2 separate regions of the Mus musculus genome follow, and region 1 is linked to region 2. Evidence: chromatin contacts called from public Hi-C data. All regions are on one chromosome and are shown on one strand. Each heading gives the region's core, a stretch centred on a gene start, on an enhancer-like site or on the middle of the called end of the contact. The rest is flanking DNA. Distances are from core to core; before and after follow the strand shown.

What was found. A called contact is a pair of places that touch in the nucleus more often than the background predicts.
Region 1: a Hi-C map of cerebral cortex shows a contact between it and region 2, with 5 times the contacts expected there. The contact joins two enhancer-like sites. A contact is called at or near these places in 3 of 484 Hi-C or Micro-C datasets (B cells, cerebral cortex and embryonic fibroblasts) and 1 of 115 datasets of contacts at active chromatin or transcription factors (microglia).

Annotation. Positions count from the first base shown.
Region 1 is chr2:166,580,135-166,585,832 of GRCm38.p6, reverse strand. It overlaps Prex1 (phosphatidylinositol-3,4,5-trisphosphate-dependent Rac exchange factor 1), which reads left to right. Exons shown (of 40, transcript NM_177782.3): 24 at 1-100; 25 at 528-801; 26 at 2,511-2,723; 27 at 3,838-3,926; 28 at 5,334-5,416; 29 at 5,526-5,616. Among named protein-coding and RNA genes, the nearest start is that of Gm29679, 18 kb to the right of the region's middle. Within about 2 kb of position 2,967, at least 6 of the 459 cell types and tissues checked have an H3K27ac peak or open chromatin away from gene starts, as enhancers often do. A contact at or near this core is called in cerebral cortex, where this site is marked.
Region 2 is chr2:165,910,503-165,916,178 of GRCm38.p6, reverse strand. No RefSeq gene overlaps it. Among named protein-coding and RNA genes, the nearest start is that of 1810021M19Rik, 28 kb to the right of the region's middle. Within about 2 kb of position 1,763, at least 122 of the 459 cell types and tissues checked have an H3K27ac peak or open chromatin away from gene starts, as enhancers often do. A contact at or near this core is called in cerebral cortex, where this site is marked.

The DNA.
Region 1 (5,698 bases), core at 1,718-4,217, 670 kb before region 2:
ATGGAAGTGTCCTACCCCAAGACCACACCTTCGGTGGGCAGGTCCTTCAGCATCCGCTTCGGACGCAAACCCTCCCTCATCGGCCTTGACCCAGAACAAGGTACCTGTGTGTGTCTATCAGAACTTGTGTTAGAGCTCACCTTACAGATGAGGAAACAGAGAAATGACTGAAGGTCACTGTCCAGGATGGGGTTAGTGGCTGTGTAGTCATCAGGGACCCAGGCTCCTGTCTTTCTGTTATTACCGTCTTTAGTTTGAGTCTTGTACCTTCATGATGCTTCTCGTGGTATAAGATGGCTGCCAGAGCACTTGCCATCACGTCTGTACTCTTAAGTAGGGGGAAAAATATCTCAGTAGTTAAAATATGTTTTCAACAAATGGCAGCTGCCTTCTTGGGTGACCTAGTGCTCTGAGATGTCAAAAGGTCAAACGTGCTGCATGCATTTTCCTGTCCAGAGGTTCAGGCAGGGTCCCCTCTGTGTGGGTCTGAGCCTGTTTCTGAGTAAGCTCCCCCACCTTTGCTACAGGCCTGAACCCCATGGCCTATACCCAGCACTGTATCACCACCATGGCTGCCCCGTCCTGGAAGTGCTCACCTGCTGTAGACGAGGACTCCCAAGGCCAGGGTCTCAATGACAGCAGCTATGGGTCAGCCAGTGGTGCCCCGAGCCAGCAAGACCGCGGCCTGAGCTTTCTGCTCAAACAGGAAGACCGTGAGATCCAGGACGCATACCTGCAGCTCTTCACTAAGCTGGACGTGGCCCTCAAGGAGATGAAGCAGTATGTCACCCAGATTAACAGGTGAGGCCTGGCCCCGGGGCCCTCTCTGCTGTCTGGACATCACTGCTCATAGTGGCCATCTTGAGCACCTCGGGTCCTGTGCAGCGTGCCTGGGCTGTCCCTACCAGCTGCCCGGAGCATCTTCGACAGACAACAGGAAGTCCCTAATTCTCTAGGGAGAGTCGGTTCTAAGGAAGTGAGGCAGGTAGGCAGTGTCCTTATGAGGCTGAAGCCTGTGAGATTCATTCTCTGTGTTAACGCTGAAGCAAAATGGACTGCTGACAGGGTGTCCCTGTTACCATAGGACATTGTGGTGCATACAGCAGCTGCCAGCTCTGGGCAGAGATAGCTCCACTCACTACTCAGCCTCTAGAGGGAGATAGAGGTTAGTTAAACAGCACCTTAGGGTGACATTGGCTAAAGCCGGGGACAGGCCATTCTCTATAGAACATAACAAATAAATGTCCAGGCTGTGGATGTAGGGAAGAAAAGGAGGAGGAGAAAGAAGAGGAGGAGAAAAAGAAGGAGGAGGAGGGGGGGGGAGGAGGACATAGATGAGGAGGGGCAGCAGGAGGAGGGGCAGGAGGAGGAGCAGGAGCCATTGTAAATCAAGAGGCTTAGAAAGTGCATTAGCCAGAAACAGTGTCTAGACCAATGTAGGGACCTGCTTTCTCAATGCTGTCTGGAAGGAACACTTTAGAGCCAGTCAGTCAGGACCACTTGTGCATGGCCTGGTACCAGATAATGTTAAAGGGAATAATAATAACAATAATAAACAACAACAATTATCATCATCTTCATATTCTTCATCATCATTTGGTTCAGCGAGAGCCATGCAGTCAAGTTTTTAAAAGGCTCCTCCTTTGGTCTGGCGATTCAGGTGGTTGTCTGTACTGTGGGGCTCCTGGGCCTGTAGCATGCTCAGTCTCTGCTTGCTCAGGGCCTTGGCATCCTCCTCCAGTTGACAGCCCAATTTGTCTCTAGACACTGCCCCGCGCAGCGGCAAAGCCTGGGCTGTTAACGGATGTTCACTGTAGCTATCCACAGGCGGCTGGAGTCTGTCCACTACCCGCTTTACTCTGTAATTACAGTTTTACTGTAGACATCCCTGCTAACGGTGTGCTGCCGTGGCAGAGTTGGTGCTTATAACTGAGGTGTTCCTGCAGACTCTGGGTTTCTTGTTTACATTTCCTTTTTTTTGTTGTTGTTTTTGTTTTGTTATTTTGAGACAAAGTCTCTTGTAGCTGAGGCTGGCCTTGAACTCCAGAGTGCTGGGACTACAGATACGAGCTTCCATGCCTGGTTAGTCTAAGGCAATGATTCTGGAGCCTTTAAATACAGCTCCTCGTTTTATGGTGACCCCAGGCATACAGCTAATAAATATCTGATATGTAGGCTATCTGATGTGTGACCCCCGGTGAAAGGGCAGTTCGGTGCATATAGAAGTCACAACCCACAGGTTGATCACACCCATGTAAGCCTTTATCCTCTGGGCTATATCACATCCCCAGCCTGTGAGAAGTGCTTACAGCTGGGTCCAGCAGGGGGCAGCACTGGGCATCCATGGGGTCGCTGGTGGGACTTCCAAGGGGCAAAGACTGCTGGGTAGCTTCCCCCTCTCTCTCACTGTGGAGTCAGAGATGAGGTGAAGCCTGCTCTTTGATGAGCCCTGTGGCGGTGCCCTGCCAGCCTGTGTCCTCACCTTCAAGGCCTTTCCCTCGCTCTGGCAGGCTGCTGTCAACCATCACAGAGCCCACATCAGCTGCCCCTGCGCCCTGTGACCCATCCTTGGTGGAGGAGACCTCATCTTCCCCACCGGTCAGTGAGGAGAGTGAAGTGGACCGGACTGACCACAGCGGCATCAAGAAAGTGTGCTTCAAGGTGTCGGAGGACGAGCAGGAAGACTCGGGCCACGACACCATGAGCTACCGCGACTCCTACAGGTGCGTGCGGCCCACAGGAGGTCACCGGACAACTGAGGCTTCTGACCTGTGGGAAAGTCAAGACTGTGGCATTTCCCAAGATGAAGGGCATCAGTCTCTGGGGCTAACGATGTGTGTTTGGTGGGGCGGAGATGCAGGGCCGGGGGCTTCTGATCCTCTCAGAGGATGTTCCACAGAACTTGCCTGCTTGGGTCCCTTGCCTTGAGCTGAGGCCTCCGAGCCTGGCAGATGGACACCATTCATTCTGTGTTACTCTGTATGCTCGCAGGCTGGACGAGAGTCTGGGTTCTGTGGTGTGTGGGGCTTCTGTAGATCCAAGGAGTCAGATGTTTTCTTGTTTTCCTGCCTCCGAGGATGGGAGTGGTATTTCTGCAATTGTTAAATTTATTTTGAAAATACCAGTAGGGTGTTAATTAGTTAACCAGGCAAAACCAGGACTTTCTATGCTGTGACAGGTCACCCTCATTACCACAGAGAAGTGGGGGTCCCCAGTGGAAAATCACAGTGTCTGACTCAGAGTCTGTTTTAGTCTGTAGTGTGGGCAAAGGCTGAAGCCACAGGATTGTGGAGGTGGGGTGTTGCCAGCCTACCTGGCTTCAGCACCATCCCCGTGTTCCCCAGATCTGCCTCATTCCCGTGGCCACCTTCCACGGTGTCTTTATGGCAGGATTTTCTGTCCGCTTCTCACTCCGAGTCTGTGGAGCGTTGTCTCAGATCCACTCCCTGCCTGCTCCGATTTCCTTTTTACGTCTTTGGCTCTCTGATTTTTCCTTGTTCAGAAAGCTGTTGGCAAGGCGGTTTCCTGTGCCTCATCTGTTGAGTTCCTTTTGGCCAAGTGCGACGTGGGCAGGTGTGTCTGAGCTCGTGAGAGCTGTGTAGTGCCCAGAAACCTGGTGACAGACACTAAGACACCCAAGTGAAGAAAGCCCCGTTTGTGCTTCTGAGCTGGGGCCTGAGCGAATTTCCCCCATCAGACACCAAGCCGGGCTGGCCTTGCCCTCTGCCTCTGGCTGGCTGGGTGTCCGCCCAAGGCTAGGAGTTTTGGCTACACCCCAGATGGTGGATTCCAGGGCTGGGATGAGGGTGACTCAGGGTGTCTCTTGTCCCGTTGCAGTGAGTGTAACAGCAATCGGGACTCTGTCCTGTCCTACACCAGCGTGAGAAGCAACAGTTCGTACCTGGGTAGTGACGAGATGGGCTCAGGTGAGTGTGACCTCAGTGGAGAGGCTGCTGGGGATTGTGGGAGGGATGGAGAAGTTGCAATGGGAATACGGTGGCTATTCTGCTGGGTGTGTGTGTGTGTGTGTGTGTGTGTGTGTGTGTGTGTTTGAGACAGAGTTTCTCTGTGTAACAGAGCCCTGGCTGTCACTTTGTAGACCAGGCTGTCCTCAAACTCACAGAGATCCACCTGCCTCTGCTTCCTGAGTGCTGGGATTAAGGGCATATGCCATCACATCGGTCTGTGTTCTACTGTATCGTATCACACTCCTCAGTATCATAGAACGGGACAAGTTTCTCAGAACATATTTACTATATACCTAAGACCAGCCAGATGCTGGGGACACAGCAGCCAGTGAAATGAAGAGAAGAACCAGCCATTATCATTATCAGTGTCAGAAACACACACACACACCAGACTAAATACTACTACTACTACTACTACTACTACTACTAAGTGCATCACGGGTATACCTCATGGTGGAATGCTTACTCAGCACGTACAGGGCACTGGGTCCGCCCCCAGCCCTGCCCCCACCACCACCACCAAGAATAGGAAAATTCATTTTGTGACCACACGGTACATATTGAAGACTCCCTCAAGGGTTTGAGGCATCTTGTCCCCGTGAGTTCCCAGCCTCCTAGGTCTCAAGCTGTTGTGTCTGTTCTCGTTCTTCCGTGTGTCTGTCCAGTAGCATCTCTGCATAAAAAAGAAATCTTAATTCTACATCCATTTCCTGGGAGGGGAATGGAGGTCAGACTAGGTTCTACAGACTTGTGTAGCCCGTGAGCTACGTGCTCCCTCCAGCCGAGAGAGCCGGGAAGGCAGGCTTGCTGACTTTTGCCCACAATCCTGGCACTTGGGAGGATGAGGTAGAAGCTGCTGGAAATTTGAGGCTAGCCTGGGCTACATATTGAGTTAAGAGGCCAGCCTGGGTGTACAGAGTGAGATCATCTTGAAAGTCAAGAGATGCCAGTGCTGTGTCTCAGTGTGAGAAGGTATGCGCTCTCCAGTCCGATGACCCGAGTTTGATTTCTTGGACATACATGGTAGAAAGAGAAAACAGACTCCACAAGTTGTCCTCTGACCTCCACCTGAGTACCACAGCCACCCCCAGCAAAATAAATAGATATCATTAAATACTTTTTTGAAAATCTAGGGAAGACTAGCTGGGCGGTGCATCAGTCCCTCTCCCTGGCTGTCACCTGCTGCTAATCCTAAGGCTTCGATGCCCATAACAAAACTGAAGCTCACAGGGGCAAAGGGCTCTCTCCAGGGCCTTGGCTGGGGCCTGAGTTTGTCAGATCCACATCGCCTGTGGGTCTGAGTCTGTAGCCATGGCAATTCCTTGTCAGCTGTGGCTGACGGCTGTGGATCCTTCTTTCTGCCAGGGGATGAGCTGCCCTGTGACATGCGCATCCCGTCCGACAAGCAGGACAAACTTCACGGCTGCCTGGAACATCTCTTTAACCAGGTAGGACCTTTGCCCCACTGTGCCCTGGATCACTCTGATCACGCTGGGGTTGGGGGTACACTGTGGGTGGCAGGCCCTTCCTGTACTTATGGGAGCTTCTTCTCCCTAGGTCGATTCCATCCATGCCCTGCTCAAGGGGCCTGTGATGAGCAGGGCATTTGAGGAGACCAGGCATTTCCCCATGAAGCACAGCTGGCAAGGTGAGGGGACTCTGAAAGACATGGCCACATGTGGGTCTTCTCTGCAGGACAGCAATGGAAGGGTTATGGTTCTGACAGTTCC
Region 2 (5,676 bases), core at 514-3,013:
GCAGCAGGCACTTTCAAACATTGAATTGTCTCACCTGATGTAGTAAAATCTTTTCAATTGACAATAGGACAATTGCTTCCCGAATCTGAAAAACTTGATCCCACTTCACCATCAAGAACTGGCTTAGCAGGGCTGGTGAGATGGCTCAGTGGGTAAGGGCACCCGACTGCTCTTCCGAAGGTCCGAAGTTCAAATCCCAGCAACCACATGGTGGCTCACAACCACCCATAATGAGATCTGGTGCCCTCTTCTGGTGTATCTGAAGACAACTACAGTGTACTTACATATAATAAATAAATAAATCTTTAAAAAAAAAAAAAAAAAAAAAAAAAGAACTGGCTCAGCAGTTAAACGTTCTTGTTCTTGCATAGGTAGGGTTCAATTCCCAGCAGGCAAATGGTGGCTCACGGCTATCCATAATTCTCCTGCTATGAGATTCAGAGCCCCTTTCTCACTTCCTTGGGCACCAGGCACATATGTAGTACATGGTAAGCACACACATAGGCAAAACATTCACATACATTATAAATAATAATTTTTTTAAAAAGAGCCTACTCAGAGTCTTCCCACAGGAGAGACATGGACCTCCAGCCCCAAAAGATTTGCTTTCCTCCTCTCCCCCACTTCTCTCTCTCTCTCTCTCTCTCTCTCTGTTTTGGTTTTTCAAAACAGGGTTTCTCTGTGTAGCCCTGGCTGTCCTGGAACTCACTCTGTAGACCAGGCTGGTCTCGAACTCAGAAATCTTCCTGCCTCTGCCTCCCGAGTGCTGGGATTAAAAACGTGCATCACCACACCCGGCTCCCCCCACTTCTCTCTTACTGGTCTTTTTAGACAGGGACTTGCTATGTAGCCCAGGCTAGCCTTAGACTCTGAAGTCCTTCTGTCTTAGTCTCCTGAGTGTTGGGATCACAGGTGTTAAGTAGCGTGACTGGTGAATTTTCTTCTCCTTGTGTTTTTGGTTTTTTGTTTTTGTTTTTGTTTTGTTTTGTTTTGTTTGAGACAGGGGTTCCTTATGTAGCCCTGGCTGTTCTGGAACTTACTCTGTAGACCAGGCTGACCTTGAACTCATAGAGATCCACCTGCCTCCCAAGTGCTGGGATTAAAGGCATGCATGCACCACCACAGCCTGGCCCAGGTTTTCTTCTCCTTTTAAATGTGTAGGGAAAGTTTTTATCTCACCATCTTCCGAGCCAAAAATCCAAGATCAGGCGGATGGACATCGGTTCCATTTCTGGAGCCTGGTGGCAAATGGCATCACGGCAGGAGTATGTTCATAAGGGATAATGTGAGAGGCAGGAAGCCAGGGGGTCCAAAGTGGGGAGTCTGTTTTGTTTATTTCTATGTACCCAGGAGCGGGTCTAGCACCCAGCATACCTTAGGCTCACAAAGAACATTTGCACAATGAACTGGTTAAGAAGGCCCAGCTTTCAAAGCAGCAACAGCGTTTAGGAGACTTCTAAACCTGTCAGAACACCTGGAGAGCTTTGGGCCAGACTTCCCCAGCAAACTCCTAAGGAAGGTCGAAAGTGAGAGCCCGGTCAGCCTAGCCTTTCTCGTCCTCGACCCTGAAGTCCCCAAGGCCTGTCCACACCCTTCCTCTGCATTCCACAGCTCTGTGGTTCCCGCCTCCTTTCAACACCCTGCGTTCTGTCCGAGGATGGAATGGGCTGAATAATATTTTCCATGTTCTCAATGAGACACAAGAATGGGCATGACTCAGGCAAGACCCAGCCAGACCTGTCAGGAGCAGAACGCTGATCGGCCACCAGGGGGTGCCATGGGTCCGTAGTCCCTGCTTTCTGGTCTGAGGCGAGTTGGTTGATCCTGGCTGGATACTTTCAACATTTGGGGCCCAGAAGGAAATACATTGCACAGGCTCCCTTTTACTTATAGAAGATCAACGATGAAACCTAAATTCTGGCTACTTTGCCTATATGATTCACTCAGCCCTCGGAACCTGTGTTATCCATTATTAGTAGTAAGTGATATAAGTAACAACTCCATTGGATCACTGGATTGTTGTTGAGTATGTAATCAAGCAGAAACTTGCAGGAAGCAAGGGCTGATCATATCAGGGGCTTTTGATTGCTACAGTAATTAACTTGGAGCAGTGGCACTCAGCTAAGTCCCAGCAGAGCTTGCTGGAAAGAAACTTTCAACTATACCCTAGGCATCCAGACACACCATGCATCAAAGCCAAGACTTAGCCCGTGCTAGGCAAGTGTTCTACAGCCGAATCCAGCCCAGCCCCACCCCAGCCCCCCACTCCCCACCCACCCACTCTTTTTTTTGAGACAGGGCCTCTCTACATAGTCCTGGCTGACCTGGTAAGTTCTATATAGAATACTTACTATATAGAACAGATTGGCCTTGAACTCACAGAGTTCTATCTGCCTCTCTCTGCCTCCTGGGTGCTGGGGTTAAAGATATACGCTACCACACTTGGCTTTTTTATTTTTTACATTTATCTATCTATCTATCTATCTATCTATCTATCTATCTATCTATCTATCTATCTATCTATCTATCTATCTATCTAGTGTTTGTGTGTGTACATGTGTCGTGTCCCATAGCTAGTGTCAGAGGACAATTTGCTGGAGTTGGCTCTCCTCTCTTTCCACCATGTAGGTCTCCGGTATAGCATTCAGGTCGTCAGATGTGGAGGCAAATGACTTCACCCAATGACCATGCAGCCCAGATGTTTGGGCTTTCTTCTCACAGTAGATGAGTTTACAGGCCTGGGCCACCAGTCCTGCCTTGGTCTTAGTGTCCTTTGTTTTATGTGTGTATATACTTGATGTGTGTGCACACACACGTGGAGGTCAGAGGTCAGCATCCAGCGTCTTCCTGAATTGCTCACATCCCCCTTTTATTTGTTTAGTGTGTTTATGTACAGGGATGGGGACATGCGCATGCTACGGGTGTGCACGTGGAGGTCACAGGACGGCCCTCAGAGCCAGTTCTTACCAGCCACTGGGAGCAAGGTCAGCTAAGACACAGTCACAGCCAGTGGGCAAGTTTGCAGGGCAACCTCTGTAGAGACACTGAGATTACAGACACATGTACTACTGCATTTAACTGCGATTCTGACCTCAGATCATCAGCCTTGCCCAGCCTCACCCACTAAGCCATTGCCCTGGCCTGACCTCTTGTGTTTTAAGAGTCTCTCACGGAACCTAAGACTCCCAATGCGGAGCCTCATGCTTGCACAGCAAGCCTCATACTGACCACTCCATCTCTTCGTACCTTTTCGTTTGTTTGTTTTTGTTTGCTTGTTTGTTTTGTTTTGTTTTGGTGGGGCAGGGTTTTGCTATGTAGCCCAGGCTGGTCTAGAACCTGTGTTATGTCAGCTGGACCGACCTCTGACCTGGCCCCACTCCTCTCTTAGCCTTCTGCATCTCATGTTTCAAGACTGCCCTTCTTTTGACTGAGAAACCTGAGGGAAAGGCTGGGGCACCCTTTTTCTCAGGAAGGTGCAACAAGCCTTTTACTTGACTCAGACAGGAGTGTGAATCTGCCTAGAGTGGGGTGCAGCGGTTCCACTGCAGGGGCCCCTAAAAGTGACTCCCCACAATGAGGCAAGTGAGCTTAAAGAGCCATTTCATTTCGTTTCTTTCTTCCTTTCTCTCTTTTTCTTTTTCTTTTCCTTTTTCTTTTTCTCTTTCTTTTTCTCTTTCTTTCTTTCTTTCTTTCCTTTCTTCCTTTCCTTTCTTCCTTTCCTTTCTTCCTTTCCTTTCTTCCTTTCCTTTCTTCCTTTCCTTTCTTCCTTTCCTTTCTTTCCTTTCTTTCCTTTCTTTCCTTTCTTTCCTTTCTTTCCTTTCTTTCCTTTCTTTCCTTTCTTTCCTTTCTTTCCTTTCCTTTCTTCCTTTCCTTTCTTCCTTTCCTTTCTTCCTTTCCTTTCTTCCTTTCCTTTCTTTCTTTCTTTCCTTTCTTTCTTTCTTTCTTTCTTTCTTTCTTTCTTTCTTTCTTTCTTTCTTTCTTTCTTTCTTTGGTTTTTCGAGACAGGGTTTCTCTATATAGCCCTGGCTGTCCTGGAACTCACTCTATAGACCAGGCTGGCCTCGAACTCAGAAATCCGCCTGCCTCTGCCTCCCAAGTGCTGGGATTAAAGGCGTGCACCACTACTGCCCGGCTCGTTCGTTCATTCGTTTTCTCTCTCTCTCTCTTTCTCTCTCTCTCTCTTTCTTTCTCTTTGGGTGTGTTTTGTCTGCATGTATGTCAGGGCATCACATGATTTCCTAGTACTTGTGGAGGTCAGCAGAGGGTGTAGTATACCCTGAAACATGAGTTATGGATGGCTGTGAGCCTCAGGTGCTCAGGTAGGTGCTGGGATCTGAACCCAGGTCCTCTGCAAGAACAGTGCTCCCCCCCTCCCCCCAAGACAGGGTTTCTCTGTGTAGCTTAGAGATCCACCTGCCTGTCTGCCTTTACCTCCTGAGTGCTGGGATTAAAGGCATGGGCTACCATGTCTGGCAATGCTGAGCCAACTCTCCAATCCAATACTGAGCCTCATGACTTGAAGGACATTGGGAGAAGTACAGAAGAGCTGGTGGGTTCTGTCCTCTCCTCGGCGTCTGACTTTGAGGCAGGTCTGTTGCAGGATATCTGATCATACTGTGAACCTCAGGATTGTGTTACTTACTGAAAATACCTGTTTCTACTTACTTGTGGTGTGGCTCAGTCCTTAGCACGTGCCTTTAACCCCAAACAATGAAGGTAGCGTTAGTTTGTAGAAGGAAGCACCCGTGTTTGAAAGTGATATCTTATTGAGAGCCAGACAAGGTGGTAGGATAGGATCTGCCCAACTCTGATGAGAAGAGAGGAAAGAGAGGCTACTGAAGAGAGAGCAGGCAGAGAAAGAAAAAAAAAAGAGGCAGTTTTACTAGGACAGTTATATAGAGAGGAGACAAGCTAGACACAGGTGACAACAGAATGGGCCAACAGAACCATTCAGGAGAGGCTGAGAGAGAACCCAGATTGAAACAGTCATCTTGAAGAGGAGTTTGAGCCAGAACAGCTGAGTTGAACCAGTCAGCCAGAGCTCAGAAAGAACTAGAAAGGGTGCGCTTACTCAGCAGCAAGTCTCAGAGGCTGAAAGCATTCTAGGCCTGGATTAGATTGTATGGAGGCCAGCAGCTTCCAGGACTAGGCCTAGGTTAGCAAGCTGAGGCAGTAAACCCTCTGAGACATCAATTACCTCAGGAGAATAAAAGTTACTATAACATAGGTCATGGAAGAAGTCTCTGGCCCAAGAACTCATTCAGGAGGCCCTGCCCTATACACGGAAAGCCATGTTCCTATGAATGCATTGCTCAAAGGGGCCAGAGGAAGGCACCAGATCTCTCTCTCTCTCTCTCTCTCTCTCTCTCTCTCACACACACACACACACACACACACACACACACACACACACACAGGGAACCGAAGTTACAGGCTCTTATAAATCTCTCAAAGTGGTTGCGGAGAGCCAGTCTCCAGTCCTCTACAAGAGCTGAGCTACTGTGTCAGGTCAATAGTAATAATAATAATAATAATAGGGGGCTGGTGAGATGGCTCAGTGGGTAAGAGCACCCGACTGCTCTTCTGAAGGTCCAGAGTTCAAATCCCAGCAACCACATGGTGGCTCACAACCATCCGTAACAAGATCTGACTCCCTCTTCTGGAGTGTCTGAAGAC